Linked DNA regions of Manis pentadactyla: region 2 is linked to region 1. The links are chromatin contacts, called in public Hi-C maps. All regions are on one chromosome and are shown on one strand. Each heading gives the region's core, a stretch centred on a gene start, on an enhancer-like site or on the middle of the called end of the contact. The rest is flanking DNA. Distances are from core to core; before and after follow the strand shown. Region 1 holds the start of TOMM5 (translocase of outer mitochondrial membrane 5). Region 2 holds the start of TRMT10B (tRNA methyltransferase 10B).

Evidence for each region. Hi-C and Micro-C count contacts between places; a contact is called where the count stands out from the background.
Region 2: a contact with region 1 is called in a Hi-C map of skin fibroblasts, with 4 times the contacts expected there. The contact joins the promoter of TRMT10B here to the promoter of TOMM5 in region 1. A contact is called at or near these places in 2 of 3 Hi-C or Micro-C datasets (fibroblasts and skin fibroblasts).

What each region holds. Positions count from the first base shown.
Region 1 is chr3:187,717,392-187,720,091 of mManPen7.hap1, forward strand. It overlaps TOMM5 (translocase of outer mitochondrial membrane 5), which reads right to left and starts at 1,409. Exons shown (of 2, transcript XM_036888339.2): 1 at 1,211-1,409. The coding sequence starts at 1,331.
Region 2 is chr3:187,858,526-187,861,225 of mManPen7.hap1, forward strand. It overlaps TRMT10B (tRNA methyltransferase 10B), which reads left to right and starts at 1,371. Exons shown (of 10, transcript XM_036888398.2): 1 at 1,371-1,422.

The sequences.
Region 1 (2,700 bases), core at 159-2,658:
TGCTGTTTCTTTTAGAGAGAAGGAAAACGTCCTAAAATAGATTGTGATGATGGCTGCATAAGTCTGATTATACTATGAACCACTGAACTGCACACTTTAAATGGGTGAATTGTATAATACATGAATTCTGTCTCTATTTAAAAAGTGCTAATGCAGAACAGTATTCTGTATTTTTTTCTAAATCAATTCATATCAGATATAAAGGTCACTGAGAATGAGCACGTATCTTACCAGCAGCTAAGTCAACAAAAACATAAGAGAAGGAAATAAAGCTGGGAGTTGCAAAAAGCCCGTGAAGCAGCAGGATGATCTGGGAGTTGCTGTCACCAGGGCTCCCTCTCCTGGGAGCAGAGTAATACCAGACAATGGATGGCACTGACTGGCCTCAGTGGACTCTGGCCTAGGTTCGACAAGAGCCTTCTGCAGAATGACCGTGGTATGGCCTTCATTGATTTGAATCATCCCTGCCTCTCCACCCAGACCTGCCAACAATATATAGCAAGGGGCAATGAAAAGAATACTGAACTGAGAATGAGGAGAGCAAGGCAAATCACTTCTGAGATTCATGTCAGTAAAACTAGGAACGATCTACAAAGCTGCATCCAGCTCTAATACTCGGTGTGCCTGTAACTCTTATCTTAGGCCCTGTCTCCCGCAAAGGCTACTGTCGAGACCTGGCACTGCAAATAGTTTCTGCCAAATATAAAATCAAACAATCCCTGACGTAATATCGTTCATCCTGTAGACCCGTATCTTTTTATCATTCCTTCAAAAAAAAAAAAAGCAACTATAAATGTTCAAAGAGGCACAAAACCTCTTGGGTTTCAAAAGTCAGCACTGGAGGAAGGAAACCTGGTACTGAATTAAGAATTTTGGATTCTAGGTCAAGATCATTCACTGACCCGATGAGTGACCTTGAACCGGCCACTTCTCTAATTCTCGATCTCTGCTTCTCTGCCTACAAAACGAGTTGCTCTGGGGGATAACCTTTCGGTTCGAACGCTAGGGCTGGGCGATTCTCCCCGCAGTCCGGGCCACCACGTGGACTCGGGCACCCTGACCCTGACCCGCACACCCTAAGCCGCGCAAGCCCCTTGCTCCTCATGCCCGCTCAGCTCAAAGGCCACCAAAGGCCGTAGGGAAAGAGCTGGGGGGCAGTGCTGGCAGGCTCCCTGCAGATCTCATGGCCACAGCCTGAAGCGACACTCACTGACTCGCAGCAGGGCGACGTAAATGAGAAAGTTCCGTATGGAGGAGATCACATCCTCGCGCATCTTCCGTTTCATTTCCTCAGGGTCCAGCTTCGGCGCGAGGCCCTCGATGCGGAACATCGCGGCTCTGCCACCGACTACGAGCGGCGCGCTCTGCTCGGTCCCGGGGCCACCTCGCGCCCGGAACTCGGCCCAACCCCATTTCCTATTTCCGCCCCTCATCTTCGCACGCGGCAACAGGAGCCTGCAAGGGACAAAGTCCTTCCTGACCGAGCTGTTCTGGCGAAGGATGCCTGAAGGGGGCGGCCGCAGTCTTAGCAACGCAGGACACGGTCTGCTTTCTCCAGGATGGTGCTTTAAGATCCTGTGTCTGAAGTTGGACACGCTGTAAGGCAAAGTGCTTTTACAACCCCTGAGGGGGCGGTGCATAGAGGTACCACCATAAGTAATAATAATAGCTAACATTTATCGAGTACTCAGTGCAGTTCTACGCCATGAGTTAGATACTATAATCTTCATTTCCTAGATGAGAAAATTGAAGCACAGAGAGTTTTAAAACGCCCAAATGTGCTTTAAAATATCTCCAGGGGGAAAAAATGTGTTGAGGAAGAGAGATGAAACGATATTAGCAAAATATTGAAAATTGATTAAGTTGGTGACTAATGCACCATTTTAATTATTCTAGTCTTTGTGTGTGTGAACTTTTTCGTGATAAGATGCTGAAACTTGCTCGTTTGCATAACTAGTAAATGCAGAATAGTGTTATACTTAGGCCTGTGGGACCCAGAGACAAGAGCTTTAAACATTTTCCATATAAATGCTGTATTCTCGTTCTGTAGTTAACTGATCCATACAAATTATACCATTGGCCCAATAATATATATAAAACAAGTTCAGATCTGTTCAGCATGTTACAGATGAGGAGAGGGAGATTTAGAAACCAAGTGGACTGCTTATAAGTTATTCTGCTAATGATGGGCAGAGGCAGGGTTCCAGCACAGATAATTACAGTGTCAAGTCAATTTATTTTTCCCCTGCACCCTACTGCTCCTCCATTAACAGTTAGTGCCCGCATGTGTGGGCATCACTGGAGTTAGAACGTAGGAGTTTAATGCAGTGACATTTCCTGTCACAGAGTCATCAAAACAGTGTTGCCCCAAATTATGCATGCTAACTAACCATGTATAATTCTTAGACATGAACCAGATGACTGAACTGCTCACATAATTCAAAACCAGAGTGTTTCTTCTTGACTGAACATGGCATATCCACAATCGACTTTGGATAAATTAAACAGTAATTTACTATGGAAGCAACTGATGACTACAAACATTAGTGCCCACCTTCCTGATTGACAGAATGCAAGACATTCAGGCTTTAGTAACCTCTTGCATCTGTAATTCATGCGGTGGAATAGCAGAAGCTGCTCTGGAATGGGAGGGGCTGACTTCCAAGGAATATCCTCCATCCAACTCTTTGAGAGTATTTA
Region 2 (2,700 bases), core at 121-2,620, 140 kb after region 1:
ATGTTTAAGCTGAAGCCTAAAGTATAAGAAGGAGCCGGCCATTGAAAAAGGGAGAGGAAAGGGAATAGGATCCCCAAAGGCCTTTAGTGTGTTTGAAGCAATTCAAGAACACAGGTGCAACTAGAACACAGCAAGCTGGAGAAAATGATAAGGTTGGAGGGGCAGCTGTGAAAGGTCTCGGGAAGGTGAGATTTTACATCCAAGGACAATGAAGCCACTGATGGTTTGGAGTAGGGTGACACATAGTCACTTGGCAAATGGGTGGAGGCTGGGAAGTGGGGGTAGGGAGTGGGCAGTGAGACCAGCTAGGAGGCCTTTCTTATGGGGAGGTGGCCATGAAGTCATTCAAAGGTGAAGTGACGAAAGAGCAGTGGTAGGAAGAGGAGACAGGTATTCAGTATGGCTGAGTGCAAAGTGTGTAAGAACTGGTAGGTGTGATGGGAACTGTTGAAGACAATTTGAGCCACCTTGCAAGCTCTGCTGACTGGGAAGGCAGGGCCAGCCTCTGAGCAGAGAAGACACATTAGAGCTGGTTTTATAAAAAGCCTTTTGAGGGAAAAAGAATGTTTCATTTTAGCATTTAAAAATGCTCCAGTAGGAGGTAAAGGATGGATTGAAGCATGGACTGGGGCCAAGTGGGAGGTGCTAGAGGAGCTATGGAAGACAAGTCCAGAGGAGGAAACAGTGTGGGGCCGAGGAGGGATCCAGCAGGACTGTGGTTTCTTGGGCAGGAGCTATTTCAGGCTCGTTCATGTTAGGATCTCTCTGAAAGCATGAGCCCCCTAGGACTGCAGGAATAAAGTGAAGAGTGGCTGATAGTTTTTATCAGGCCATGGCTTAAGGCGAGTTGTTGCAGGTCCTTGAGCCTCAGTTTCCCTGTGGATATGTGATGCGAGATGGAAAAGGGAGAGTGGGCAGAGGCTAGACTCACTGTTACCTGCTCAAGCCCAGATAACTCTGTTGTGAGTCTGGACAGCTAGGTAGTGGTGAGGGGGGCTGTGTCAGCTCATGGGCCCTGCTGGTCGTGGGGAAACCCAGGGCAGGACAAGGTGCCCAGGCTGCAAGCTGGGTCAAGTCTGGTTTCAGCCCAGTTTTGCAATGTTCAGTCCTTCACAGACATCAAAGCTCCTGGCCACCTTCAGCGACTCTGTGAGTCGGGAAGGAGCTGGGATTATACTTCCCAGCTAACAGACAGGGAACCGAAGCTCAGAGAGGTGCGGTAACACTTCCAGCGGGTAGCAGCTCCCTAGTGCCAGAGTCGGATGTGGAAGCCCAAGCCTGCTGGCTCTGGTCCTTGTAGAGAAGGGGGCAGGCTGAGAACTACGATTCCCACAATGCCATGGGGCGGGGCAGGAACCGGAAGTGAGGCTAGAGTCGGGGCCCTATGAGAGCGGCTCGCACCGCGTGAGGTGAAAGATTCAGGTATGCTGGAGGGTCGTTGCCTGGCGGGAAAGGGGCTCTGGGGTCTGACTTGGGATTGCAGCCTAGTTCGTGAGCGGAGAAGGCGCCAGAGAAGCGGCGTTCAACAGTCGTGTGGCCTGGGGTCACCTACCTTCTTGTTGCTGTCCCTTCCTGCTTCCACTCTCGCTCGCAGCCAGAGGGCCAGGCGGGGCCCACAGGCGGGTACTGTCAGGCCTGGCGTCGAGGTGTTCTTGTGATGAAGGTACCAGAGAAGTGGAGCCAGCTTCGGTGGACTAAAGCAGAATGAGAAACTGGGAAATGTGCAAACAGAGGCTGTCCACACTTAGTGCCCAGGGGTATGCTCATCAGGTGGGACGGGTTAGAAAATATCTGAGGCCTCTGTCAACTCAGAAATAGGGGTGCAAGGGAGGATTTATTGAGTTTATTATATGCCAAACCTTCTTCTAGGCGTAGAGGATATAGTAGTAAACAAAGCAAACAGAACATTTGCTTACATTATAGGAAGGGGAAATTCAGACAAAAAAATAATACGTACCATACTAGATAGTGAAAATCTGAATGAAGTTAGGAAGGTAGTCCTTTAATTACCTAGGGGAAGAGCTTTGGAGAGAGAGAGAACAGCAAGCGCAAAGGCCTTGCTTGGTATGTTTGAGGAATAGTAGACCACTAGACAGTCAGAGGACAATTGTTGGGGGACGTAGACCTTAATGATCAGTATAGGCTGTTGTAAGGATTTGGGTTATTTACTGTAAGTGAAATGGAGAATGCTTCATGGTTCTAAGCCGAAGAGTGGCATGATTACCAAACACATAGGATGCTTTTATTTTGTGAGGCTCTATACTGAGTAAGGGGAGGTGTGTGTGTGCATGTGAATTCCTCGTCCCCTCTTCCCTGGAAGGGTTTATAATCTAGTGGGGAAACAGACCAGCTATCATGCAAGGCTGAGTCAGATAATTGGAGCCCCATGAAGGCAGAATGAACATCATCCCCAAATCTTTAACATGTCAAGAGCTTAGTAAATATTTGTTAAATGAATAATTAACTGAATAACCCCAGTACCTGGCACAGGACCTGTAATGGAGGCTCAGGACATATTTTTTATAATGAAGAAGCAAAATGCTGAACCTGGGCTTAATGTCTCACAGATTAAATATATCTCTGCTTCTGGATGCCCACCTTTACCATTGCTTTCTGAGGATCACTAGGTGGCAAGCTTCTATTCAATATTTACTGAGTTTCTATTCTGTGCAAGGCCTTATGCTGGCCACAAAAGATGCA